Linked DNA regions of Anser cygnoides: region 2 is linked to region 1. Evidence: chromatin contacts called from public Hi-C data. All regions are on one chromosome and are shown on one strand. Each heading gives the region's core, a stretch centred on a gene start, on an enhancer-like site or on the middle of the called end of the contact. The rest is flanking DNA. Distances are from core to core; before and after follow the strand shown.

What was found. Hi-C and Micro-C count contacts between places; a contact is called where the count stands out from the background.
Region 2: a Hi-C map of liver shows a contact between it and region 1, with 4 times the contacts expected there. The contact joins the enhancer-like site here to the promoter of MYD88 in region 1. A contact is called at or near these places in 2 of 7 Hi-C or Micro-C datasets (granulosa cells and liver).

Annotation. Positions count from the first base shown.
Region 1 is chr2:5,627,958-5,635,478 of Taihu_goose_T2T_genome, forward strand. MYD88 (MYD88 innate immune signal transduction adaptor) reads left to right here and starts at 2,739. Exons shown (of 5, transcript XM_048062427.2): 1 at 2,739-3,165. The coding sequence starts at 2,817. LOC106036846 (cryptochrome DASH-like) reads left to right here. Exons shown (of 16, transcript XM_066991426.1): 16 at 1-669. The coding sequence ends at 61.
Region 2 is chr2:5,811,205-5,818,725 of Taihu_goose_T2T_genome, forward strand. It overlaps LOC136789998 (a long non-coding RNA gene), which reads left to right. Exons shown (of 4, transcript XR_010829040.1): 4 at 1-267. Among named protein-coding and RNA genes, the nearest start is that of XIRP1, 8.0 kb to the left of the region's middle. Within about 2 kb of position 3,092, at least 2 of the 3 cell types and tissues checked have open chromatin away from gene starts, as enhancers often do. A contact at or near this core is called in liver, where this site is marked.

The DNA.
Region 1 (7,521 bases), core at 1,489-3,988:
CCCGGCGCAGCACAAGGACAGAGGGATAGATTTCTACTTTTCTCGCAAGAAAGATGTGTGATGAAGGCGATCCACGTGCAGCCTGGAGAAGAGTTCACTGGGAGCTTTTGCTGCTGAATATTCAGATTTAATGCCCTATCTCTTTGAGCTAAGCCAACGCTAGGAGTCTGGCCTCGCGGAAGTAATAGGGATCTGCCTCTTTGGTGTTCCCAAGGACAGGGTCTGCAAGCAGATATTTGGAGGTTGTGTTCTAGCACTGATTATGGTGCTTGGATCCTTTCTCACTTAAGCCGCTGCTGTGAGGTTGTAGGCAGTTAGTGTGTCGCTCTCCAGGAGTGCTGGGGGTCTGATTCCCGTAGACACGTGTCACTCTTAACTCTGTAAAGTGCTTTTGTTGAAGGGGACTGTCAAACTAATGTTAACTAACCAAAACGGTACCGCCTTTCCATTTTGAACAAGTGTTGCTGCTTTTCCAGTGCCTCTCGCTTGGCACTGTTGCTTACAGCTGTTACAAGCTCAATTTCTACCTCTTTTTACAAACTGGAGCAGATGGTTTATGCAGCAGGTATTCAGAAAGAACTCTTTATCGTGAATTTTCTTATGCTAATTTTTCATTCTTAAAGCTTTTAAACTACTGCTCATTATGCAATTAAAAAATTTGCTGCTGAAGTATTTTATCTTCCTCATTTCCACTGACGCAACAGAGATCCACAGATAGTGAGACTTCAGGGTACGTTCGTGCACTGTGTTCCCTACAGGACTTCGGGGAAACAGTAAGTTCCTCTTGCAAACTGGTGCAGAGTCACTGCAGCACCTGGGTTGGTTTTGGTGCTGGCCTGGAAGCCATAAACTGTTCAACTCAGAGCTGAGAACCGTGGGTTGTACTCAGCACCAACAACCAGTCAAAGCGGTTTTACAGCCACTGTAAACGTTTTGATTTTATGCAGAATGGAAGAGTTTGGGAGACTGGAGAGAGCTGTCTTTGGGCCATCATGGACAGAGAGCCCAGGTTTGAACTCCTTGCGCCTAGGAGCAGGCCCCTCTCAGCAGAAGGGACACGGCTCTGGGATTTATTACCACTAGGGATCCATGCAGACCTCTTTGGTAAAGAATAACATAATTCTGCTAAATCTCTTAGTTATTTAGGTAGATGAGTTCAGGACTGCATTGAGAAAACAACCGATGTGGAACACAAAAGCGAGATCTTCTGTCAAAAGGAAACAAATCGAGTAGCTTCTTAGGGAGTGAACACCCTATAAGGGGTGTTTGGACCTCATATGATAATCCTGCCATTTGTTGGGTAACAGGAACTGATGAGTAGCTCCTGATGATGGAAAAGGGTCAGCTTCAGGGGTTGCTGCTTAAAAGAAATAATTGTATCCCAAATAAAAGTCTGGGACAAAACAGTAGCCCAGATCTTGGAGTACCTGAACAGGCCTTATATTCTGGGCATCGCTTGTTCAAACCTAATTAATTGGAAACCCAACTGCAAAGCCACTGAGATCCTGACAGATGTCCTGTTCTTGATCCAAGCAGAAGTGCGTAAGAGGGGATTGCTCTCAGCTCATCCCCTTATGATGGTAAGTTGCTGCTCTCACCTGCTCCCTCGCAGAGCAGCATCTGAGGGATCCTAACCAGGATGGGTGAAATCTCCTGGGTTAGCTGGAGCTGTTGTTGGCATGAGCTAACTTGGAGAATCGGGACATGGCTGCTGCTGGCAGAATTGGCAGCTCCAAAGCTGAATGTGCAAAAGTGCCTCAGCTTTTGAGTGGAAAGGGAGCAGAAGCACAACGATAGACACGGAGATTGTGTGTACCTCAGCAGTCAGCCTTCCCTTGTGAATATGGTGATCTGGGTGTCAGGTAGGAGAATCACAGAATCATTAACGTTGGAAAAGCCCTCCAAGCTCACTCATCTGTTCCAACCATCCCACTCCCACCAATGTCACCACTAAACCATGTCCCCAAGCACCGCGTCCAACCTCTCCTTGAACACCCCCAGGGACGGTGACGCCACCACCTCCCTGGGCAACCCGTCCCAATGCCTGACTGCTCTTTCTGAGAAGAAATGTCTCCTCATTTCCAACCTGAACCTCCCCTGGCACAGCTTGAGGCCATTCCCTCTTGTCCTGTCACCAGTTACCTGTGAGAAGAGGCCGACCCCCAGCTCCCCACACCTTCCTTTCAGGTAGTTGTAGAGAGCAATGAGGTCTCCCCTGAGCCTCCTCTTCCCCAGACCAAACACCCCCAGTTCCCTCAGCCGCTCCTCGCAGGACTTGTGTTCCAGGCCCTTCACCAGCTTCAAAGCCCTTCTCTGGACACTTTCCAGGGCCTCGATCTCCTTGTACTGAGGGGCCCAAAGCTGCATACAGCACTTTAGGTGCGGCCTCACCACAGCAGAGTACAGGGGGACGATCACCTCCCTGCTCCTGCTGGCTGCACTGCTCCTGATACCGGCCAGGATGCCGTCAGCCTTCTTGGCCACCTGGGCACGCTGCTGGCTCGTGTCTAGGTGAGCATCGATCAGCACCCCCAGATCCTTTAGAGAAGCCTGGAGCTTGGCAATAACAGAAAATGTGGATTCCTGCAGTGCTATTTGGGCCAACCGCTTGGATTTTAAATAATAAATAAATAAATAAATGAGTGAATAAATAAAAGGCTCCTCCATCCCGCAGCCTTCCTCCTTTCGCCTCCCTCCGGGGGCGGCAGCGGGCAGAGGCAGAGGCAGAGGCGGGCCCTGCCCCGTGAGGCGAGGCGGGGCGGGAAGCCCGAGGGCAGCCGGGGGAGGGAGGGAAGAAGCCGAAAGCGGCCCCGGCCATGGCCACGGCCCCGGCCCCGGCCCCGGCGGGCTCGGCCTCAGCCTCGGGCTGCCCCCCGGAGCTGGCCGCCGTGCCCATGGTGGCGCTCAACTACGGCGTGCGGCGCCGCCTCGGCCTCTACCTCAACCCCCGCACCGCCGCGGCCGCCGACTGGACGGCGCTGGCCGAGGAGCTGGGCTGCGAGTACCTGGAGATCCGGCGGCTGGAGGCGCTGCCCGACCCCACCGGGGCGCTGCTGGACGAGTGGCAGAGCCGCTGCCCCGGGGGGGCCACCGTGGGCCGCCTGCTCGAGCTCCTGCACCGCCTGGAGCGCCACGACGTCTTGGTTGACCTGGCCGCCAGCGTGGGTGAGGCGCGGCCGCACCTCGGGGCTCGGGGCGGGGGGAGGCCGGGGGTGAGATGGAAACGGGCACAAGGACCCCGGGTTTCTCCTGGGGATGTCCCCAGAGGGAGTGTGAGGCTAAACTGAGCTCCACGTCTCCTTGCTGGGGATTTTTCGGGGGGCAGGGGGTGCTGCTCGGTCACACACCGACGCAGCAGCCCCTTCCCGGCACCTCCTCACAGGGCTTCCAGGAGAGAAGGGAGGAGCGCGCCCCGGTTCTGCTAACCGTGAGCCCTGCGAAGCAATCGCGAGCCTCATCTTATCCAGAGGCCCCACTCAGTTCCTTTTAACACGTCCAAGGATGCTTTCGGCAGGCTGGGCCAGGAGGAGGCTCAGGGGTTGGACAGTGTGAGAGTGGTGGGGTGGTAGGAGGATATTTGGGGTGAGGGATGTGCAGAACGACCTGTCGGGTCTGGGTACCGGAGGGGAAATTCATTTCCATGCAAACTGAAAAGTTACGAGGCAGAATCAGCACAAGCAGTGAATGTGGAGACCCCACAGCTGCTTTTATAACCCGTGCTTTGTAGACTCTGCTCGTGATTGCAGGAATTCACAGGGAAGCCGGCTGTAAGAACTGAAGGGGAACTTCACTGCCGAAGCACTTCCAAAGCCAGAGGCGGCTCTGAAGCCGGGTGTTATAGCGTGTAGTTTACTGGGTTACCGATGAAGAAATAATAAATCTCATTTCCTGTTACTGCAAGAACTGAAGATGTAGGAATGTGGCTACGTAGAGAGCCTGACTAAGAACCGACGGAGGGCTTTCCTGTATTCCCGCTGCTCTACCCAATGAAGAACGCTCTGAAGACTCTGCTTGAGGAAAGAAAAAACAAAAATCAGTATGTTTTGTGATCCCCTGACCATAACCGGCAGCAGAAGCTTGCAGCTGCGTGAGGGAGCCGGGGTATCAGAAGAACGGCGTGCATCGCTCACCGAGGCTGCTCGTGGCCCCGAATTTGGCCGAGCCCCCAGGAGGGAGCGCAGTGGGCTGACTTCTTCAGACCCCGGACAGACAATAGCGGGGTGAGCGGGAGGAGCCAGAGCTCCAGGAAAGTCACAAGTTTAGCCCAGTTGTGGGCCACGCTGATAAGAGGAGACGGATAAATTCTTGGAAGAAAAACCCGCTGAGGGTTATTCGGTACAAAAATATTGCCACTGGCTCAGGAAATGTCTGAACTGCGAGTTGTCCAGAATGTATATTTTACAAACAGATTATAGCTAAAAGATTAATTTTGGAAAATATCACTCCATGTTTACTTTATTCTTCTGTTCTCCCTTAGACATCTGGTTTTGACCATTGTTTGGACAGTTAGATGGACCCACAGCCTGACCCAGTGTGGCCATTCGTGTCTTTTATGATTTTTGGCTGAGGATTGCAGCTGTGGCCTGCAGTCTGTTGCTAGTTCTCCAAACTCTTGCAGAAGTCGGAGCTATTTATTTTATAAGAGGAAAGACAATGGACGGTTGCATAAACTGTCATGTGCGGTATGTCCTGATGCCAAAGGCATCTTCGTGTACTAGGACTTCACGTATTAGGACTTCAGCTGTGGGATTCAGCTCAGAGATTAAAACATCAGTATCGAGGTTCCTGTGGTCTGTGCTTCCGTTACAGGAGGTGCAGATCTGGGGCACGATGCAGCTGCCCCCACAAAGGCATCTCGGGTTGTATGACAGGCCTCAGGACGTCCCGCATGGCCTCTACCTCCTGATGGATGCAGGTCATTATAAGTCCAGTGTTGTACCTGCAGGTACAGGGGTCTCGGGCACTCCAGGATCTCTCAAATGACGCTGGATGCCCTCGTGGGGGCAAATCAGCCGAGCTCCTTTGGGACACAGCGTCCCCGTTAAACACGACTTGATGCTGTGCAGCTCCAAAGGATGCTTTTGGTTTGTGGTTTCTTCTTCAGAACCAGTCCCCTCTCCTCATCACGCGCTCCATTCCTTGCTGGATGGCCGCGCGAAATGTTTAGGATGCCAAAAATTGGGGTCTCCTGCAGTCCTGAACAGTGTCCCTTGGGGCCACCCTGTGCCATAGGGCAGCAGGCAGCAGCTCCCCTGGTTACGCTGTCTGGAGTACGGACGTTGCGGGGTGCAGCTTTTCCATCTTAGCAGATGTGCCCTATGTTTAATTTTTCTCAGCAGCTTATTTCATTGTACGATCATCTTTAGGGATGTAAAGCTCAGTGATTTTTAAGTCTTCCTGACCAGTTACAAGTGCTGCTTTCCTGCTTGACAGGGCGTGGGTCTGTTCTCTCTCTTACAAGGACCACATGCTTATCTTTTGCACTTTGGGTTTCATGGATTTATCCTCTCCAATACCTTTTATTCTTTCTTTCCAATATCTCAGGCTTTGTTTGACCGTTCAAAGAATGTAAAGCCGACACCGTGTTGTTACTAGATGCTGGGCAGAATGGTGTACCTTAGCTTGGAGTACCTTCTTGCTGCTCCATGGGCTGGTTTGCATCCCGTTTCTTCTTGGACCTTCGGAGTTGTCTTTGACTCTTGTTCGTTCTCATTAACCTGTGCCTGACCAGGCAGTGATTCCTGCTGGGGACTGATCCACGCCAAATTACTGCAGGTCTTTCATCCTTTCAGGTTCACTGGCAGTTCAGGTTTATCCTGCAGGAATAGGTGGGATTGCAGCACGATGCCATCAAAAATCTGTGCACGTGTCTGGTCCGGGTGAACCAGCAAACACCTGAACGAGCTGGGAGTGGAGAGGTGACCAAGCTGGGGACCAAGCTGCAGAAACTCAGCTCAGGCCGGCACAGATGCCACTTCGGCAACGAGGAGAAAGAAGAAGAGAAGACAGAGAACAAATACATTTAAAAAGAACACCTCCGTAGCAAGAGCTGATCCTGTGATCAACTCTTTATATAAATAATTGCCAATTGTTGCCCACACAGCACTGGATATTTTGGACTGCCAGCCTGGCTACCCACCGGAGCAGGCACAGCGAAGGTGCTGCCACCAACCCTTCCCGTGCAACTTCTCGGCCCGTCAGCCAGTTCAAAGCAGCTTCGGTGATGATGCCAAAGGCACGGGCTTACCTGACTCAAAACGTGCTTCAGCGGGGAAAGACCTGAGGTCTGAATCATCTGGGTGGTAAAGAACGCGGCTGACTCCTCTCTGTGCTGACGAACTGGGGAGAAAGGGGGAAGCGAGGCGGACTGGGGATGCCTCAGCCTGAGGAAAAGCTTTCATCAGATCTGACTCCTTGTTATAATGCACTCAGGGGATGCAAAGCAGCGAGACGGAAGCAGAGGATGGGGCTTCAGGAGCTGGGCTTCCCGGGGACCTGCTCGTAACTGCAGACAGGATGCTTGCAGGCAGTCCTTCCCTCTGCCAGGGCTGCTGTGCCAGCCACCTCTGTCGCTTTTTCAGCCTAACCCTCAGAGCGACTGGTGCTTTCTGACGGCTACTTGTTTGGTTTCTTTTTGTTTCTGAATATTAAGCGCAGCAGAAGGCAGATGGGAGGTTCGTCTTTTTGGTAATTGCCAGTTTCAAATCTCCTTTTACTTTCAAGTTCTTCTGTAATTGTGCGTTGCAGGGTAGCAGAGGCTGCAGGATTTCTTGTCACTTCTCCAAAGACTTTAGTATATTAGATTTACCATTCATTTTTGAATAAAATCTGTTTGTAATAGATCACGGCTGTTCTGGTTGGGAAATTCATAGCAGCAGACCTTCTTGCCCTTGAGTTATCCCAGCGCCTGAGCTAAAAGAAGATTTCTGATAGCTGTTGGAGAATATAAAGCCTGTTTCAGGGGCTTGCTGGAATTTTGCCTGTCCCTCCTGTTTGTGATGAGCACACGTACTCATCGTGACCTACAGCTCTGGCTTACGAAGGCTGGTGGTGTGAAATCAGCCATTGTGTGACATTTATTACTAAAAGGAAAAACAGGAGGAGTTCTAACTGAGATTCCCCCTGCCCCAAGTTATCTGACATTGTTAAATACTTCAACATCACAGCAATGGCAGCCTGCAGTAGGTTAAGACTTGTTACATCCATGAGGCGTGCTGCTTAGAGTGTATGGGGATATACTAGAGCTGAAGTTTAAAACAAACAGAGGAGAGTTCTTTACACAGCAAGAGTGACCTTCGGGAGCTAAATGCTAGAGGAGATGGTGGAGGCAGCAACGAGAGGTTTGAGAAGGGGTTAGATAAACTCCAGGCCTACACGTCCACAAACAGACACCAAAGAAAACCAGGCAGGGTTTTACTCCTTAATATCCCTAATCCATGACATAGATATTCCCGTTTCGAAGAGCTTCTGCAGTGTGAAAGCACCATCCCAGGAGCCTCACGTGTTGCTGCTGTGTTTTTG
Region 2 (7,521 bases), core at 1,842-4,341, 180 kb after region 1:
CATCCCCTCCTTTACAAGACAGGAGGCAAAGTCCCTCAGCAAAGCTGCAATTAAATATTAAAAGCTGATGTGTGATTGGAGCTGGTGTGAATTGGAGAGCTGGCACTGAAGAGCGGAGGAGATGAAGCCTCCTCCTTGCTCCTGTCTGCCTGTTGCCAATTATTAAGGTCTCATCCTTCCCTATAAAACCACCAAGTAAATTCAGAGCCCAGCTGGGGCATGAATAGCCATCTAGACCCACAGCTAGGTTCTGATTTGGGTGTAAATCTGCTGGAATCCTTGTCTAAGGTGGAGCATAAATGAGCTCCTCAGCATGGGGATTTTTAAATGGATGTTTCTGGCAAAGGCCATACATTCATCCTCCAAACTAGGGAGGTTTTTCAGTGCATCTTGTGGTCCCAAATGCCTGTGACTTTGCTGGGGAAGTTTTCCCTGAGCCGTAAGAGAGGGCATCTCTCCAGACTGTTAACAGCTCTAGGGCATGCACTGCTCCTCCTGGCAAAAATGAGGTGGTCAGGACTTCAGGGAGAGAGGGTCCGGATGCAATGAATTGAAATATTTCACTATTAGGGGCAGGGAAGGGCAGTACTGTTTGTGGGGATCCAATTTACGCACCGTCTAAGTCTGATCAAAGTCAGAGTTTAGCAAAGGTAACCCCTCAAAAAGCATCGTGCCCACTAACAGGACTGCTCTGGCACCTGACAATACATGGTTTTCCATGAAGTTCTTTCTGGGCGTTTATCCTGCGCATGCTGGAAGGTTGACCAAGCAACAAAGGCAGTGCGTGAATAAGAGCAGATAATAGTGTGTTGGTTTATAATGAACGAGAGGGGCTGCATTTAACATCAAAAGCTGGAAAATCATTTACCCAGAAAAGCCTAAGCTAAGCAAGAAACCTTTGATACCAGGGGTGAGTTAGGGCAACACAGACAGCTAGATATACGGACCGACCACCTCTGTCATTAATTTATGAATAATAACTTGTACTTTTCTGTGTGCTCTGATTCAAATCTTACTGGAACAAGTAGAAAACTCTTTATTGAGCTCTTATTCCAGCACTTAAAATCAACTGAGAAACATTAACACTTTTATTCTCTACCTTGCACGTATGGTGAGTCTGATTTCATGCGGTAGGTGCTTATGATCTCAGATGCATTTGTTGCAGCAGCACCTAAGGACCAGCCTAGAGCACACCCCCAGCTCTGTACAAATTCAGATGTGTACCAGGCTCGAAACCTTCACCCTCCTCCTGCACTCCCTGGGTCTTCCTGACCTGCTTATTTTCCACTGAACAAGATTCAGTTCTTGGAGGACTGTGCAGGATGCCCTGAACCCTGATGGGAAAATACCAGTGACTTTATAAGCTGCTGGGCTTTCAAGGGACAAATCTGATGGATGTTGGATGGGTTTTTAGTTGCATGGGCAAAGCAAGGCTTTGAAGCTGTGATGCTTCCTTGTTAGGTATTTAATTAGGGAAGAAGGAGTGGACTGACAGCATGAAACAATGAACATTGCTGTCCATCCAATAGTGAGTAATGGAGGCTGCTAAAAGACCCGTGAATTATTTCAGGGACTACCACTATCCAGTTCCTCTCTCCATAAAAAGGCTGCACAAAATAATTCTCTGCATAGCTCCCAGGCACACTCGCTAGATAAAGTGTATTTTGAAACTGTTTTTGCCAGGATTACGGTGCCTTAGGCTGGTTCTTCAGCTACTGTCTCTGCTGGGGGCCTGGCTCAGCGCGGTGATTTTAGTCTTTGGTGTTAGCTGTGCGCTGGGTTTGCTCTCTTGGCAGGCATCTGTGGGAAGATGGGAACGAATTGTTCACACCGAGTAGTTTCTGCGAGAGGTGGGTCCCATGTCCTCTGAAAGCAGGATGGGTGGGCTTGGAAGAAAACAAGTCGTGACTCTTGTATCCCTTTTGGAAATGCAGTAGCTGGTGCTGAAAGAAGAGGGAGAGAAACGTCTGCCCGGTTAGAACTACTCTGCTGAAAAAGCTCTGGAATTGGGTTGACTTGCTTTCAGGTCCCAAATCACAACAGTGGGGTGACTGGTTAGAGGATGAAGGGCACCAGTTCCATTGGGTACCAGTTCCCCAAACACCTTTTCCTTCCACAACCAAGGAAGGAAAATAAAAAGGAGGCTCATTACTGTTGAAAACTCTTGGGGTTTGCAATCTTCCTTCATGCAAGCACCTGGAAGATGTCTTTGTAGAGACTGGGAGCTTTGGCAGGACGTCATTTTTGAGCTTCAGCAGTTTATAGACAACCTCCAGAGGTTAATAGACAACCTCCCTTCCAACCCAAACTGTTCTGTGATTCTGTGGTCACCCAGGTGGGGGAGATGGTAAGGGAGGTGCTGCAAGACCCGTTCTTGGCGTGTTCCCCCGTGCTTTTGGCTTTGCTTGCCATGGTCAACCACTCTGTGGGAACTCTGAGGGTGCTTGATGTGGCCGGATGGGGCAGAGCAGGACGTGCAGGATGGAAGTGTGGTCGGTGTAGCATCCCTGCCAAGGCACCGAGCTCTCCAGCACGGGCACAGCAGGGTAGGCAGCAGGCGGGCAGCCACGAGAGGCAGGCAGAGGGAGCACAGGCAGGGGACAGAGACAGATAGTAGGGAACTTTGATCAGGGACCTATTAATGGTTAACGCAGACAATTATTTCTAGCTGTGTCAAATGGACTGACCTAAGCCCACATGAGATTTGTGCTGACCAGACAGGGAACACAGTTTATATAACCACCTTTTTTTTTTTCTTTTTTTTTAAAAAAAACTTTTTTTTTTTTTTCTTTGCAGTTGTATAATGTTGTTTTGATAGCTGTATTCCCACAATAAAATGTCTGTGCTCTTCTTTCTTTCCCCCCATGTGCCCAGCCCTTTCTGGCTGCTCTGGGTGGCATTGCTGCATGCGCATTTGTGCCCTGTGTGTCAGACACCCATGTGTGGGGATGGTGCAGGGTGCGAGCGAGCATGAGAAGGAATAAATCAATGTGGGTTAGGGATAGCAATCTGCTATTAGTTATAAACAGACTGATGCATAAAAGGTTTTCTGGAAAATGCTGGTTGCAATGTGCGTCTTCTCCAGATTTGATCCCCTGTCAGGGAACTCACAACCGGCTACAAGCAGCGGAGGAAAGAGCCACATTTTGCACTCTCCCCAGCTTGTTCATCCCATTTTGGGGGGCCAAGGACAGCTGTGTGCCCCATGTGGCGGCAGGGCTGTGTGTGTGGCAGCGCAGCGAGGGGTGTAATCCTGTAGCTGAAGGCACCATGCAGGGAGCCGGTGCTGGCAGAGCTGATTTCTTTCTTTTCGTCTGCTGGGCAGGGCTCTGCACCAGCAGTTTGTTGAGGATGGGTGCACTGGAGGAGGAAAAATCCCTTGCGAAGTCTCTCACATTGCCTTCCCTCTACTCTCCGTCTGTTTCTTATGGAGAAGTATCTGGATCATCGCAGTCATTTCCATAATTATTGGTTTCATGTTAAGTAACCAAAAAATTATCTATCAAACGCACATGTGGAACTAATGGGGCTTATTTGAAAAGACCTGTCTTTGCGTTTGCAGCTGGCACATCGCTCGGTCCATTTTAATGAGCTTCCACAGCACTGACATGTGCTGGGCTGGGAGCTCACATGTGCGATCCTGTGCCTCCTGGGAGCATAGTGCACAGGAAAACGGGTGCAAAACTGGCTGGGTGAGGCTGCACAGTCCCTTTGAATGCTCCCTGCTAAATACTGCCATGTCGTTTTTCCTATTTACTCATTTTGGGTATCAAGGTGGAAAGCCTGGGAGACTGGCTTTTCTCGGGAGACCTCTGTTAACGGCTGGATTTTGTGTGGGTTGGAAATACCGTGGAAAGAAATTTAGTAATTTCCACTTCAAAAGGTTGGCTGGCCTCCAGCTTTCTTAAGGAAAGAAAAATAATCCCAAAGTAGAAGTTCTTCAGACTCCACAGTCTCAGGTTCAGGTGGAGGTTGGGTTGCAGAGAAGTGACATGGGCAAAGTTGTAGGGCCCAGGGGAGGAGAAACATCTGAGGGCATCTCCAGCTTTTGCTTGGTCTTGGACCTTGCCAGGAACACAGTGGCCCTCATTCTGATATTTTAGGGTCTGATTCTGAGAATAGCACCAGCACAGCCTATAGGACCTGAGGTCTGTGGGTGGAAAACTCCCTGACCTTCTACCACCAAGGTTTATTGGATTGTGCAATGCCATTTAGACACCGGGTCGGGGAACGAGGACTCAGGTCCCACGACACTTTTAAGATGCCAAAGAAATGTTTTCATCATGTGGGACATCTAAAACAAGCTTTCAAGCCAAGACTGTCCTTGCAGCCAGCCCTTCCCAGAAATGGCCTTTGCTTTAACAAACTGGTGTTTTCTGCTCATGTTTCCTTACCTGCCCCCAGGCTCTGTCCCGTACCAGACACCCTCTGGTATTTCTGCAGCAGGGACCTTACAAACGAGCTGAACACTCGTGGAGCAAGCCAAGGGATCACAGTGGCTCCATGTTTCCTGCATTGGCATTGCACTCAGGCTTGGCCCAGCTCCCCAGGGAGCAGAGAGGTCCTCTGGCAATGCTCCGATGACAGCTTCCCCAGGAAGCTCTTATTCCAAACCGGCACGAAACGTCCCGCAGACATCTCCACCATGGCCAGACAGACCCTGCACCTCCACGGGCTCATTGCAGTGCCCACAGCTTTATGTGGTGCATCTTTAGGATGTGACTCATCCCCCACCAAATCCCCAAATGCTGCTGCTTGAAACCTGCTTTGCCCCATCACCCAGCTGGATTTGGTGCCCACAAATGTGCCTCTCCTGGCACCAGTGAGGCACCTGGCCATGCCATAGGGCCCCCGTGCCCATGCTGGGGAAGGGGACATGGGCTTTCCCCCCCCTGAAGTGGGAGGAAAGACAGAAAGGGGAGGACTAGAAATTAATAAAATAAAGCTGCCTTTATTTTCTGCATGCAAACTAAACCCAAGCAACTAAATGCTAAGTGGCTGTCCTCACCCTGGGTGCTCTGCTTGTCCCACGAACTGCTTTTTCTCCAGCAAAGACTTAAGCTTTTCAAACTTTCGTTTACAAGACTTCTTATTCTCACCATAGGGGACTGCAGCATCCCTTCGGACTGGTCATGTTCATTCACAGGCTCTCCCCTACAAAAGGGAATGATTGCCTGGGATGGTTTCATGGGAGTATTTGTAGGTAGATGTTTCTTCCACCCTCCCCAGCAAAATGCAAAACCGCAGATTGCTCAGGCTTCAGTTCCTCTCTGAGAAGTGTATCATCCCCCTCCCCGGGAAGCTCTGAAAATTAAAACCAGCAAAAGTACATTTCTTGTGAGGAGGAAATATTTCTTGGCTGCCTCTGAGATGCCGTGGGGCTCTGTGAGTGTGTGTCTACAAACTGCGATGTGCGTATCCTGTGCTGCTGCGCTCTGTGGGCGTACATCAGAGCTGGGTGCAGCCGTAATAGGGACCAAAGCTGATGTTTTTTCCCCCTTTTCTTATGTGCTGGAGCATACCCACAGCCCTGATGGATGCTAGAGGGAGGAGAAAGGCAGTGGCAGCCCCATAGCATCTCTGCCCTCTCCTCCCTGTCAAATGCACCCTTACGCACAGTTTGCAGCACGTTTGGGGTTGTTTGGAAGATATACAAAGGTTTGGTGGTCCTTAGGGTGTCTTTTTTCTCTGTGCCTGTACCGCAGGCTCTTGCCATTGCAAAGCCTTGTACCTGATGGCTGTGCCAGGGCCAGTGGTGCTGGGGTGAAGGACATCTCCCTGGGGTCAGGACCCTGTCCTGCTCCATCTTTAGCCTCTTCCCAGCTGGCTCAGGTGCTTGGCAGATGTCATCGCCATCCCTCTGTCCCCAAGCTGAGTTCCTTCCTGGTGCGTGGTCAGGAGCCAGCAGAGGGTTTTGGGATGGGGAACTGGGACTGTGGCAGAGCTGCGTTGGTCTTGCATGCATCAGGACTCATCCTCACTAGCCCTAAAATCAGCTGATTTCCACCAGAAATTCAGGGGCAGACACCAAAACGAACCGTAAGCTGAAAGGTGCAGCTATGTGCTGTTTTGCAGCAGGCTGCAATGCCTTACAGGCTGTAGGAGAACTGCCTGGGTACCTGTTTTATGACACCCCAGTGCCTGCAAACCCTCGCTGGGGAGATGTGTTCCTGAGCCCTGTGTATGTCTGCACATTGCCAGCTTGGCACAGTTGCAAATAAATAGTGCTGGCTTCCTATCTGTGTGATCCTCTGGAAAGATGCAAATAAGGAGGAAACGTGCATAGCAAAGTGGGAGCTGAGTGAGATTTATTCAGCATTATTATTATTGTTGTTATTAACAGCGGTGCGCTTCAGCTAGACAGGAGAGACAGTCCCTGGAGAATAAGAGATCTCATCCAGTGGGGTCTGTTTGTTCCCCTCATCACGCTAAGAGCTGGAGAGCTTTTACACGCCTCATAGGAGGATCTTCTCCTGTCTGAGCTGCTTTAGGCTGGGAGGAAAGGGGAACTGATACAAAATGAGGAGTGGACCATTCTGTGTGTGCTAGCAAGGCGGCTTGAAATGCATGTCCTTGCACTGATGTATTTTATTCCTCTGGAAATTATGGCAGCACCTGGTTGTCCCTCGGGCCCAGCCCCTGCCCCAGCAGGGCCACCCCGAGCAGGGTGCCCAGGCCCGTGGCCAGGCGGCTTTTGGAGCTCTCCAAGGAGGAGACCCCACAGCCTCTGGGCAGCCTGGGGGTCAGGGGAACCTCCTGGGCTCCAGGCTGTGCCCACAGCCTCCAGTCCACTGTGCCACCACCTTCTCAAGGAACAGAACGGGATCTCCAGCCATGGCAAACAGAAAATTAAAGGATCCAGAAGCTGCCTGCGGCATCTCAAAGCACGGCATCGCTGTGGCTCCCAGTGCGCTCCCAAGTAGCTGCTGACCGCGCAGAGCCCCGGGGACATCCCCACCAGGATCGAGGACGCCTGTCTACAGCAGCGTGGGGACGTAGGGAAGTGTGTGTCAGCAGGCGAGGTGCAACCCGTGCCTTCAGGAGCTTGACATGCCTCCGACAAGGCAAACCCCCTGGGAACTGCAGGCAGGAGCTGCTGGCGGCGAGGAGCCAGCGAGCACCGCTCACACGAGGTGGTCGGGGGTGGGTTTGGTGCCCCTCTCTGCTCAGCCAGTTCCTCCTGCTGTCTGTACGGCAAGCTCGGGATTGCTGGAGGAATAAACCCCCAGCTGCAGAGGCACAAACCCCTGCTGTGCTTCCCCCCTCTCCTTGTTTGTGACCTCTTTGTGTTTCTGAGCTTCGTTTCTTTGTTTACAGCCCTGTTCTCTGTCGCGTCTTCATGTCTGCAACCGTAAGGACTCTAACTGCAGTGTTTGTCAGGCAGTCTGCATGTGTTTTCCATAATATATATATTTTTTTCTTTATGTGTTATTGTGGCCCCTTTCCCCTGAAGGACTGGGCGCTCGCCACTCCCCTGACTTCACTGCATTGTGAAATGGCCAAGGGCACCCCCAAAACACC